2 separate regions of the Hordeum vulgare genome follow, and region 1 is linked to region 2. The links are chromatin contacts, called in public Hi-C maps. All regions are on one chromosome and are shown on one strand. The core of a region is the stretch at or near the end of the contact, and the rest is flanking DNA. Distances in the headings are between cores, read along the strand shown. Region 1 holds the start of LOC123397149. Region 2 holds the start of LOC123452614 (lipid phosphate phosphatase 2).

Evidence for each region. Hi-C and Micro-C count contacts between places; a contact is called where the count stands out from the background.
Region 1: a contact with region 2 is called in a Hi-C map of leaf, with 2.6 times the contacts expected there. The contact joins the promoter of LOC123397149 here to the promoter of LOC123452614 in region 2. A contact is called at or near these places in 3 of 6 Hi-C or Micro-C datasets (leaf and seedling) and 1 of 1 datasets of contacts at active chromatin or transcription factors (embryo).

Annotation. Positions count from the first base shown.
Region 1 is chr5H:385,235,105-385,241,644 of MorexV3_pseudomolecules_assembly, reverse strand. It overlaps LOC123397149, which reads left to right and starts at 4,782. Exons shown (of 5, transcript XM_045091808.1): 1 at 4,782-5,162; 2 at 5,313-5,964; 3 at 6,096-6,295; 4 at 6,459-6,540. The coding sequence starts at 4,870.
Region 2 is chr5H:385,090,318-385,097,610 of MorexV3_pseudomolecules_assembly, reverse strand. It overlaps LOC123452614 (lipid phosphate phosphatase 2), which reads left to right and starts at 2,529. Exons shown (of 9, transcript XM_045129301.1): 1 at 2,529-2,780; 2 at 2,994-3,156; 3 at 7,252-7,293. The coding sequence starts at 7,258.

The sequences.
Region 1 (6,540 bases), core at 3,533-6,032, 140 kb before region 2:
ACTCTAAATAGGTTGAAAGTTGAGATGGTATCATCATTTCACCCACATAGCATATGCTAAAAAGTGGAGGGGGTTACGACAAAAACTGGATACACTTTGTGTACAAAATGGACAATCTCTTTCGAAGTATTATGGTTTCGAACGAAAACTCATGTGTTACAAAGGGATTTCATTTTTTGAACTTATTTCAACTTCAGACTTTTTCTGCGTTCAACATGCACCATTCAAAGCCACATCATCAATTATCAACCCTTTCTGACTTCATTAGGTATTTTTCATGAATTTACTAATTATTTTGAGCTAAATAACCCTGAAATTGAAAAGCACTACAAATAAACTCTAAATAGGTTAAAAGTTGACATGGTATCATGATTTTACCCACATAGCATCTGCTAAAAAGTTGAGAGGGTTATGACAAAAATTGGATGCACTTCGTGTACAAAATGAACAATCTTATTCGAAGTATCAGGGTTTCAAACAAAAACTCATGTGTTACAAAGGGATTTCATATTTTTGAACTTATTTCAACTCCACACTTTTTGTGCATTCAACATGTACCATTTAAAGCCACGTCATCAATTTTCTACCCTTTGTGACTTCATTAGGTATTTCAATGAATTTACTGATTATTTTGAGCTAAATGACCCTAAAATTGAACCGGGATAGAAGACTCACCTTTTATCCCGGTTCTAGACATGAATCGGGACTAAATGTGCTTGCTAGGGGCGAGGACCATTGGTCCCGGTTCGTGTTTGGAACCGGGACCAAAGCGGTCAGACAAACTGGCACCCTCGCCACGCCGGTGCCCTAGGCTCACGAACCGGGACTGATGCACCCATTGGTCCCGGTTCATAACAGAACCGGAATTGAAGCTCTTTTCTCACGTGGACCAAAGCCTTGTTTTCTAATAGTGAGCAGTTTATGGGTGTAAACAAAAACGTTGAACAGTGGCTTGTATTTTTTACAAGGGCATTCAAGGTGGAAACAACGTTCCAAAAGAGGGCCTAAGTATATTTTCTTAGTTGTGATTTTATTTTTAAAGGTCGTGCTTCGAATCTAGGGGCGCACAATCTTGTTTATTTTCTTTCTCCCTTCCGCAAGGTTGCCATTTGTGGTCTCTATCAAAGGCGCGCCCTCGACGCACACTGCAACCATCAGTTCCTCGGCCTCATCTTCCAGAATGACGGGTTCTTGATCCTCATGGACGACGACACCGGGCTAAAGCACCTCGAGAGGTCGTCCTCCCTTGGCCTCCGACGCTACGCATGGCCACGCCACAACAACCTAGGGCTAGGAGGGATTGAACATGCATTAGGTGACGGACACTAAAAATCCCCCTCCCTTGCCCCCCTCCCGCGATGCGCCCACGCATGCCGGGGGGGGGGGGGGGGTACCCTACTCGCCTCCCTCCCTCCTTCCCGCCGCCGCCTGAGAGCGCTGTCGGGCAAAGTCCGGTGGGCGTGTCGGCGGCGGGGATCTTCTTCCTCTCTAGTCCCGGGGCTCCGACATGTGGCGGGTCCCTCAGGTGGCGGCGCTGGGCAGCCGCGGGGCGTAGCGACGCGGTGGCGGGGCAGCCGACGTCTTTGGTCCCGCGCGCAACGGGGCGACTGCGGTGCTCCCGTCTCGGGGGGGTGGCGCGCGGACGACCTCCTGCTGGATCAGGCTGGATCTGGCGTTGGGGGTCGACTGGCGGCGTGCATGGCATGGCAGCGGTGGTGCATGCCCGACGGCTGTGGTGCTTGGAGCTCATCGGGCGACGCGGGTAGGGCAATGGCTGGGCGTGGCCGTTGCCCCGATCATGGGCGGCGGCGCGGGGATGTCCGGTGGTGGTGCCTCCCATTGTCGTGGCGGCTTCGCGATGGCTTGGCGGTTCTGCCTGCGGCGGCGGCTGGCTTCTCTAGCGTCGGCTCGTCTACGTTTAGACCGTTTTCACCTTCATCCCATTTTTGTGTTGCCCGGGCGCTACTTCCATCAAAGGGCTGGCCCTCTTCCAGCTGCGGTCCATCGCTCGTCTCGTGCCCTATGCAGCAGGACCAAGCTCGTCTCGTGCACGGTGCAGCAGGACCGACCTCGTCCCCCTCACCATGCTCCAGGACCGAGTTCATCTCGCACTCGGGGCTGCAGGACGGGTCGTTGGAGGCCAGTGCTGGCCGGCCTATCGGTTCTCAGCATTGGGTCTCCCAAGGGTGCGAAAGGTGGGACCTTTTCACCCGTCTCTTTGATTGGGGTAGCATCGGGCCTCGGGTGAGGTGGTGTCAAGGTCTCGGATGTCGGGGTGGTGAATCTAGTGTTGGTAGCGTGGTTCTCTAGGGCAGAGATCGTGGCTTGGTGCTGCCCGGTGGCCATGGCCGTGTGCGCGGCGTGGTAGCCGGGATGTGGCGTTCGATGGCGGTGAGTGTTCTCATGGGTGAAAACTTGTTTCTATCTTCGGATGGACCGGCGATGACGTAGCTTGTTCCTTTCTTGAAGGCGTCGTCGCGTCTCTCACTGCCCCTCGTGCGACTCCAGGAGAAACTCTGATCCTCGAATCGGACGATGACGGTGCTCCGGTGTCGTGTCCTTCCTGAAGGCGCCCATTTGGAGTCCACGGTTCGCCGTTTGCGGCTTCATCTCTTCATGGTGGTAGTGCGAGGGGTGTTGTTGTTGCGTTCAACGCCTATGTATCCTGTCTTGGATCTGTGTGGTGGCGACGTGCGTTTGCGTGTGTGGGAGTGTGTGTGTTGTGGCTGTTGTTAGATGTTGTGCTTCGATGGTTTGCTTTATTTATAAAACGAACCGAAAATCTTTTCCGACAACATGCATTAAGTCCAATCATTGAGAATCATCCAGCGAGACGGACAATGCCATGGATATTTTTGACTTAGATGTTCGAATTCTAAAGAGAGACGTATGCACACTTTCAATAGATCGAGATGTCATGGATATGTGTAATCACAATGATGCGGAGATCGAAGGATTTTCCCCTCTTATCGTTTTGGGCTGGTAATGAAAGGAAAATCATCCCGCCTCAATAATTTGTTCACATTAGTTGCAATGCTTCTTTCACGTGGCATGCAAAATGCTCATATATAGCAACCAGAATGAGCACATAAATCATAAATGCTGTTCATGTATATCAAAAAATGATTCCTACACACATGTAATGTTTTTCGACCAATGTCCATGATGAACTTGATGTATTCATTAAAATCATGCTTCATGTAATTTCTGTTACTTTCGTGTTCTTTGTACTCTCATGATGTTTGATGAATAAACTAAAGGTTTTTTCCATAAAAAGAAGAATTAAACTTAACTCCAACAATTATGGTGGAATTACTAATTATTATTTTATTTTAACATAGTACAAACACAAACGCAGAAACTTGTACATACGTACATACACCAATCCCATGAACGTAGGCAGATCACATTCAAGATACCGTGTTTGTTCTGCATCATTTATTTCTTTCATGTCTTTCATTGGTTTTCTTTGTTTTCTCTTGGGGTTCACTGGTTTTCTATATACATTTTGGTATATTATATATATAGATACATCCTTTCCCTATGATCACATTCGATATACCGTGTTTGTTCTGCATCATTTGTTTCTTTCATGTCTTTTAATGGTTTTCTTTGTTTTCTCTCGGGGTTCACTGGTTTTCTATATACATTTTGGTATATATTTTATACCAAAATATTTTTTGAAGTTTGATATAAATTTTCATATACCAAATTAATATTTTAAATACATGGTCAATATCTATATATACACATTTAAAATTGTTTTCATATGCTTAATGAATTTTTTAAATACAGTTTTAACATTTTTAATACATGGTCAATATTTTTGTATACACATAAAAAAATACAAGGCCAAAATTTTAAATACATTATCAACTTTTTTCTGTATACTTTTAAAATTTTAGAAAATACTATATTATCACTTTTTAAGTACAAGATTAACTTTTTTTAATACATAATCACCATTTTTTATACACATTTAATATTTTTCATATGCTTTATCAACATTTGTTAAAGGCAATATTTAACATTTCTTTGAATGCATAGTGAATATTTTTCTATACACATTTAAAATTTTCAAATGCTTGTTTAATACATTTTAAGAATTCTTGATTGACATTTTTAAATACATGATCTACTTTTCCACGCACATTATATATTTTTGTATACGTAGTCATCATTTTTATATACACATTTAATTAAATGCGTGATTAACATTTTGCATAACATTATGTAAAGTGCATTCTTTGTAGTATATATGTGTACAATTTTTGGAAGTGTGAACAAAAGTAAATAAAAATGAAAATGGAGAAACCAAAAAATGAGGTTGTGGCCTTCATTGCAGTTGGGCCGGCCTCTCGCGTTGCCCTTATGCGAGGGTTCCTTATGTCTCACTATAAGCAAGACATAGGGGTGTGCGGACACTAATGTTAAATTTAGGATTTAAACTTTGCTCGACTGATGATACTACTATAAGCGAGACATAGGTGTGCGGACACCAACTATTATCTCAGAAAGTATATTCTTATGTAAAATAAATGTTTTTTCGTGTGCAAACTATAATAAATATATATTGATGATTTATGAAATAATAATTTTAGATAATGATGAAAGAAAAAAAAAGATCACAGTGAATAATAATAATAAAATAAAACACCGGTACCGCATGGGCTGGCCCAATTAGGTAGAGGTGGATGGGAACGCGGAAGTTGGCTATTCCCCGGAACTGGCGGAGAATAGGATTTTCGTTCCGCTGCTCGCTATTTCGTCCCCATTCCTTCTCCCCTCCTCGTTTTCTCTCTCTAGGGTTTTTGCGGCACCGAATCCCAGCTCCGGCGAGTGGCGGCGGGCGACTGCGAGAAGGGAAAAATGGGAGAGGTGATGGCGGTGATGGAGGTGCTGCAGTCGGTAAGCGATCTCCCCGTGCAGGACCCTCCCGGGGAGGAGTTCTCGGCCGCCGACCTCCGGTGGGTCAAGTACGCGAGCTCCGAGCACCACTGCGACGACGTCGCGCTCATCCCCTACGACCGGATGGAGGCCTTCATCAGCGGCGAGTGCAACAACCCCGAGTACCCCACCAGGTTCCACATCGAGCGCGGCCGCAAGCGCGAAAGGGGCTCCCTCAAGGAGTTCAGGAGCGACGAGTACCTCCTCTACAGAATGTACGCGCCTCCCTGCCGCCGCCTCCCCTGCTCGCCCCTGCTCTGCCCACCATGCAAATTATTCGGTCATTGCAAGTTCTTCTTTTTTTTCACAGCAAGGCTATTACATGGTTCTTAATAATTAGGGTGTCCTGTTCCAAATTGATTCAGGTATTGGTGTTCGTTTGGCCCTGAAAATTACGGGGAGGGAGGGACGATCTTGCCCAGCAGAAGGTACAGGCTTAACACAAGAAACCGTGCGGCTCGGCCGCAGTCGATGCGAGGCTGCACCTGCCATTTCGCAATCAAGCGGTTATATGCCCGCCCTTCGCTGGCTCTCATTATCTACCATGAGAGGCGCCATGTCAACAAGTCTGGTTTTGTATGCCATGGACCCCTGGACCGGGACGCCATTGGGCCTGGTGCCAGGAGGGTGCCGTATGTTGGGAGCGAGATTCAGCAGCAGACCATGTCGTTGATCTATCTTGGCGTCCCCGAGGAGAACATCCTGCAGACACATATAGAAGGGATACAACGCTACTGTGGCTCCGATGCAAAGGTCGATAGCCTCGCTTCGCAGTATGTCCACAAGCTTGGGATGATCATCAAGAGGTCCACGCATGAGCTGGATTTAGATGACCAAGCTAGCATCAGGATGTGGGTCGATAGGAACAAGAAGTCTGTGTTTTTCCACCAGGACTCGACCGAGACAGATGCCTTTGTACTAGGGATCCAGACAGAGTGGCAACTGCAGCAGATGATCCGCTTTGGTCACCAGAATATTTTGGCATCTCATTCCTCATTTGGTGTAAGCAAGCTGAAGGTATCTGACTACAACAAAAGCTGATAGTTGTGTAGTTATACTTATAAGCAACATATTATAGTATATGATGTCTAGTTATGTCTGCAGGGGCAGGTTTCATCATTTGTTTGACATTCTACTCTTTGCTGCAGTACCCCTTGCACACAATTCTTGTATTCGATTCAAGACAACAGGCTCTACCTGTTGCATGGGTTATAACCCGATCTGTTACCAAGCATGACACTTCGAGATGGATGAAAGCACTTACTAGTAGAATACATTCTGTTGATTCCAACTGGAGGATTGGTGGATTTATTATTGACGATCCAACCTCAGAGCTGGACCCAATCAGGTATAAGCGTATAGCATAGATGTTGACATATGATCTTAAACTGTGATATTATCCTGTGTAGATGGTATAGCATAGATTTTGACATATGATCTAACTATGAAATTATCCTGTGTAGATGGTATGTAATTCATTCCCATTGACGAAATGTGTCATTGTTTTTCAGGAATGTATTTTCCTGCCCGATTTTGTTTTCTTTATGGCACATAAGGAGAACTTGGCTTAAAAATATAATCAAGAAATGCAGC
Region 2 (7,293 bases), core at 1,280-3,779:
GCGGTACTTCCGCTTACCAAAGATCAAGAGGACAACTCCAAAGTGCTGAGGAGGAAAGGTGGTGACGAATGTGTACGTGAGTGATTCTCCCAACCTTTCCAAACGTGGACCCCTCTTGATAGTATGAATTATCCTATGACTCAAGCCCACCAACTCTAAATCATATGAAGTACTCCGTCTTCTCGTTTAACATCCGAGGGAAAGAATAACCGTCTCGTGCCACCTGATAACCTGTGAAAGCTTAAAGCACACGATTAGTCCGCAAATGTGTTGTCATCAACCAACAGAACTACTTAGGGAAGATTATGCTCTTACATCATGTCTATGGTTAGAAAACCTTAACCATCTTCAATCAACGAGCTAGTCTAGTAGAGGCCCACTATGGACAAAGTGTTGTTTAAGTATCCACACATGTATCTAAGTTTCGAGTCAATACAATTCTAGCATGGATAATACACGTTTATCATGGACACAGAAATACGATAATAAACAATTTATTATTGCCCCAGGGCATATTTCCAACATGGGCATCCCGTCCATTCACCCTAGTGCGATGAACGAGAAGAGAACCGACATTCAAGTTGCCGCTTCGCGAGCCTAGGCGCCCGCTACTATTTGAAGGTCCCCGACCACGACACAAATTGCACCACCTCCAGGTCCCATCTCCATTCGTCTGAGCCACCATCACACCCTTCTTTCTTCTTCGACCTTTGAGACCAATGCTTGAGACCCGCCGTGAGTGGTGGAAGACCCTCTCACCGTGGCGTCACAACAAAATCACGACCGAGGTGGACGCACGGCGTCAACGGTGCGCGAACCGCATTACGACGGGAGATCCCTACAAGAAGCAGAGGTGTGCACGACGCACGAACCACTTGGATGTGGAAGACGTCGAAGGAGGAGCAAGCGAATGTGTCGCCTGCGAGACACACCCTACAACAGGGAGTTGCATACTACAACATTGTAATCGCAGAGGCGCAGCCGCCGGTCCCCATGTTTGAGATGCTACAAGAGGAGCAGCGGTCCAACCTGAGGCTCCTTGGGCACCACTGCTGTGCGGAGGTCCAGATCGCCGAGAAGAAGAAGAACAAGCGAAACATTGTAACGGGCGCTTTGCGATTCCCTGGGCAGCGCCTCCGCCATCCGCAAGGAATGGTGGCGGCTCCGCATCAATGAGGAGGCGAACGATCACACACGTTGCCGACATCGGCAACTCCGCGTTGTCTGCGTCGGGCCGCAAAGACCATGAGGTCGACCCATTCGGTTGAATCGTCTACCTCACCTTCATCGACATCTGGCTCTGAAGCAGGACGTGGGACACAAAGCTGCACAAGTCTGGAAAAGAGTAGACTAGGGACGACTTAACATTTGCTATATAAAAAATCCGCAATGTTAGAAAATGTCATCCACCTATGCCTACTCCTTCATTCAATTTTTTACAGGTACATAGCCCTATACCTTCACCTTCGTAGATGACCCTGTTTTGTTGGCTATGTTTATTTAAATAGTCACATGAAAAGGGGATCTTTTCTCACCTGAATACATTACTTAAAAAACAGTTAAATTCAAGAGTCGCTCTTTAAGTTTTTACCGATACAGTTTATAAAAGAAATATGATAAAAAATTAAACAAGTCGACCTCATTTACAAGGAAAGACGGACTGAAAACCGTACAAGTCAGAAGTGTAAAAAAGGAAGAAAGAGAAAAAACGCCCAAGACAAAGCATGTCTAGCTAACAAGCAGAAAAACCAACATAAAAAATACAAATAGATATAGAGTATCGTTAAAGAAAATACAATACCATGACTTTACAAAAAAAACCTAACGTACCACACTGATATGCATAGCGAACCCCACGGCCAACTCGAAGCACCCACAACCAACAAATGTAACTACACGAATTCTGAACGATTAGGGACCTTTGTTGGTTATGTGTGTCTTACGCTTTTCTTTTTCCCGACGTGAATCGGAAGAGGAAAGATAATAGACTCAAAATGGCTTCTCTTTTTCCCGAAGAAGAGAAGATAATAAAGTCCTGTTTGGTTTCAAATAAGTCACCAACTTATAAGTTGAAAAGTGCAAAAAGTGACTTATTTTACCAAATGAACCTAACTTATAAGTCACCCTAACTTATAAGTCATAAGTTGCTTCACCCAAACTTAAAACTTATAAGCCATCCACTTTTGTATGGGACCCATCATCTTTTTGGTTTTATAATATAAAACATGATGAAAAGATGTGGTCAGGTGACTTATAAGTTCTTCGCAAAAAAAAAAATGACTTATAAATCAGATGACAACCAAACAGACGTGGCTTATAAATCACCTCACTTATTGAAACCAAACAGGCCTTAATACGTTCAAAATGGCTAAGACCTGCGGCTGTGGTCGTTCTCGCATGGCGGCACGCACCCCATAGCAGCAGTCAACAAAGGTTGTCGCCTCGAGTATCTGGACGCCTCAACTCTCAAGCGTTTGGCTGTCCCCACAGCGCCCACCACAACGCTACCAGACGGTTTCATGTAGAGCAGGAGTAGATTCAAAATCATTTGAAAGCAAAATTCCCCACTCCACTTTTTTTTTGTTTCCTCTAAAGGACAAAGCAACCAATAATAATCCCCTCAGTCCCTCACCAACCCTCGTCTCTTCTTCTTTCCCAGCCCCGCAATCCATCCGTCGCGCGCCCAACCGTCGCCGGCGGCGCGGAGCACCGTCTTCTCCCCGGCATCCTCCAGGGCGGAGCGCTGGAGATCCGACTCCGCTCGACTCCTTCTCGCGTCGGTAAGGAACGCCATCTTGATTGCTGGATGAGTTTGGATATATTTTTGTTTTGTTTTGTTTTGTTCCGGAGTGTCGTATCCTTCCCTCGCTGCACCCGGGGGCAACCCACCCGAATCTCCTCCTTCTTTTCTTTTCCTTCTAATAAATTTCTCCCTCGCTGCGGGCGCCGCTGCTTCAGCAATCTTAGTCCACCTGCTCCATGGTTTTGGTTAGGTTCTTACTGTTCAGAGCGCACTATCGGTCCCTGCTAACCGCGTCGAACAAGATTTGGTGCGAAAAATATTGGTACGGCCGTCCGCCCCCCAGAGTCAAGTGGCAGTGGGCAAACAACTGCTCCACCGACGGACGATCTTTAAAGTGATACTACCAGCAACAGGTAGCTGCTCTAGGCCGTACCTATTCAATCTTTACTTCCAGTTGGCTTGAAAATTTCGACATCGAGCCAACCGTTTCCAGTGTTTAATGGTCAAGTGGTCGAATCAGCAGAAGGAGTTTTGGCTATTAGTTTCGAAGCTGGCCTGTTTCAGGACTAAAGTAAGGGTCGACATTATTTGTTCCGTGACTTGGGAGTTTTTGTTTCATTGAGGCTTCCACTGTTCTATTCAGCGATTGGCCCTGTTTTTTCGAGTTTCCGAGGTACATGCAGTGTGTTGATTGTCTGGATAACTCAACAGTTTGTTTGGTTCATTCATGATTCAGTTTACTCCTTGGGTTTGTCAGTTTCAACTAGTTGGATTTTCACCATAAACTCGTTTAGTTGTTTGGTCACAAGGAAAATTTCCAGGTTGTTCCGGTTTATTCGACCGCTTAGTACTTCAATCTTTGCAGTGTTTCATGTATGGCGATGCTGACAGTCAGATCTTCACAAATTCTATTTACAATTTTATCTCGTTACTTTATGGCTACTCCATAGTAAATTTGCATTCTTAAATCTTTTCTCAAGTGATGGAAGAAATAAAGCCAAAATTTACATTGATAGCAGAACACTGATGCTGGCTGTACCATCATTGTTATGTTCAAACCTTTGTGATTGCATATGAATATTCCAGCTCTGCTTAGGAACCCTATCATATTAGGATTGCAATGGAGAAATGGGGATATTGCAATACACAATGCCAAGTTTGCATTTATCCTTCCTATAGCCCTATCATATTTTTATATATCATGCAGGCCCATGTAATTGCTTTTCTATTCTTTTGTGATGCTATTTGAGTTCGTAACTAGGGAATTATCACCTACTCCCTCCGTCCCAAAATAAGTGATTCAACTTTGTACTAGTTGAGTCACTTATTTTGGGAATTGGGATGGAGGGAGTATTTAGGAACCAGTTACAGAAAGAGAATTGTGAAATAATGAATACACCAAGACAGGATTATGAGCTGAGATAATTTGTAACTTAGCAAGATCATCTGGGCCAGTAAGTTCCTGTAGACATCGCTACAAGAATTCTAAGCCATTTAGTTTCTATCAACTGAATGACATCTTAAGTTTTGTAGATTCTTTGACACAATTGCAGTACTTAACTGAGCTTAGCGTATGACTTGAAATTTTATTTAAAATTTTATTTTCTGCTGCGTTCCTTACTGATTAGAAGAATCAAGAGTAAATTTATATGTCAAACACTATCATTGCTTGAAGTTTGTTTAATTTTTGCATGCTTGATTAGTTGCTATGGGATTTGATAATTTGTATAGAACAGGCTTTCATCCTGTTTTACAGAGAAAGCCACACGACCGAAGGAGACATGGTGTCTAGACAACTCTCTTTCAAAGCAGAAGGCTAAACAAGGCGAGCAGAGCAAACAACACAGAATGAACACCATGCCCCTAGCCTGGAAACGTTATGAGGAGTGCACTACTGGATGACGCCAACTTGTCGCTGTGCAAAAGCACATGAGTTGCAGAGCCACAACAAGAAGCACTAGAAGGAGTCGACCACAAGCGAATCCACATCCCCTGGATAAAATCATTGGACTACAACGCAACACTACACCGAACTTGCTCTAGACAGAGGAGTGTGACCCTGCCAACGAGCAGAAGGGATTGAGATGTACCGCCCCGACCAAACCCACAGTTAACCCACTGGTTCCTAGACGTTGTGCTTGACTACCTCCTAGGATCTAGACTGGCCCCACAGATCAACACTAGTCTTTTCTGCGCACGTTGCCCTCACTCGTGCACACTCAGAATCAACGTCCTAGTCGGTTATCCATCTTCAAATTGCTCCAAGCGAAGCATGCTTAACTTTGAGGTTCCTTTCGTATGGGTTCCCAGATAAGAAGGTGCACCTTGTTGATATGAGTAGTCCATCATTTCTATTAAGCCGGGGTGTCACATACACCTACACTCAAAAGGAATTGACGTTCACGTCTGCCCAATAGAAATGATTCCCCTTGGCACCACATGCCATGATGGGCCACACGTGCCATGCGCCACATGCCCACACACCTAACCCGCACACGCCCGTGTAACTGTGAGGGTCGGCTCTGATACCAATTGTATCGCCCTGGCCAAACCCATTGATTCCTTGCCATTACACCTGGCTACCACCTAGGATCTAGACTACCACCTAGGATCTAGTCTCGCTCCACAAACCAACCGATATCAACTTCCTAGTCGGTCACCCATCCTCAAGTTCCTCCAAGCCAAGTACACGTAACTTCTAGGTTCCTTCGTATGGGTTCCCGGAAAAGAAGGCGCACCTTGTTGATACGAGTAGTCTATTATTCCTATTAAGCCGGGATGCCACATGGGACAACCGCCGATGTAGTACCATGCAGAAGAGAGGGGCCAATGGAGCCACCATCATCTCAAACCGAAGATGCTCTCAGTCACCATCCATGCCTGCCGAAGAAGCCATCGCACCACACCCAGAAGGGAATTGAGATATCTAGCGTCACGCCTGGAGGGGTAACATTGCGTCACGCCTTCGCTGCTGAGTCCAACAGGATGGACATGGGTTGTCACCCAGGACTTTGGAAGGGGATGGAAGAACTGCGATGACGCCCCCAAGAGGGATACAACATCCAAAGGCCTAGCTGTCACCGGCATATCTGTGGCGACCTCGCTAGGACTACCCAGTGCCCACATTGCGAAGGAAAGCAGCCAACACCGTGGCCACCAGGAGCAGTCCGCGCCGCCTGCCTTCGAGGGCCGTCACAATGGTTTCTGGCCCTGCAAGAGGGGCGTGCCAGGAGGGAACCTCACCGTCACTGCCACCTTAGAGCCACACAACCCAGCCTTTTGAGTTGTTCTTGAGAGGCCGGGGTGATTGTTTGGGTCACCCTCGAGTTTCAATTTCGAGAGTGACATGAGGGCCAGTTTTCCACAATCCCACTTATCTTGGAACTTGGTAATTATGTTGGTTGCCCAGACTTGTTATGTTATCAGCTCCCCAGATTCCTGGACTAGGATCAGCATTTTCTAATAATCACCTGTATTGGAGGTCGATCGATGTCCCAAGCCTCTATCAACATTCAACTCTTGTTTTGTTGTCTTTTCAAATGATCACAATGGGAGGGATGCAACTTTATTGTTTATTGTTTGGTTGGCTGCAACAGGTTGGACGTTCCTGGTATTTAGTTACATTTCTGATTATTGTGAATTGTTACCCAGATCTCAGAGGTTTTAGGGTTTTGTTGACATTCCATAAGTTGGATCTTTAATTGTTTGCTAGTGAGCATCAATATTTGTAGGCCAGTTGTACTGATTTTTTTGGAACATGCTACTTCCCTGCATGCCTCAGTGTAATGTGATGTTTTCTAAGTTGTAGCCAGCACTCCGAATTGATATAACTAAGTCCTAGATAAATATGTTGAATTATTTATAATGGCCTTCTGAAGTGGTTCTGTGTTAGGAACTTGACTTGGTCTCCATGCTTCCTAGGGTAGAACCTTTGGGCTGTGATGTTTACCACGAGAACAACTTTTTATCTACTGGGGTTTGTAGTTATAGCCTGCATATTTTGCACAGGTGATAAATCATGTTGATAATGGATTTCTCATAATAATTTTATTACTTCAAATTTCATTGGGCGGGGATTTTCATGCTCCCTACAGTGGGCTCTTTGGGCTGCCATGTTTTTCATTTGACATTCCTTAATCACTGGGTTGATGCGTAAAATATTATTACAGTATTACTAGTTTATATGAGATGCTAATGTTTGATAATCGGAACTATAGCCTATAAATATACCATTTTCCAATCAAGCACGCAAGTTATTTGGAATTGTAGGAGCACTAAGGAAATAAAAGGATAGAAAATTATCTACAAAAGCAAGTCAAGCAGAGTAACACTGTCTTCATAAGAAATGCTACAACTGCAAGTATTTGTGCTCCTGTTTTTGTTATTAAACCTTTTTGATCTTTTGTCTTTTACTTCATGAATCATAGCTGCATTAAATCCAGTCTATCTTGTAATTATTGCAACTTTACTCACAATTCTTTGTCTTGCTCCCTTTGTTATTTATATAGGACATAATGGCGGATATCCAGTTAGGATGTTACACTATAAAG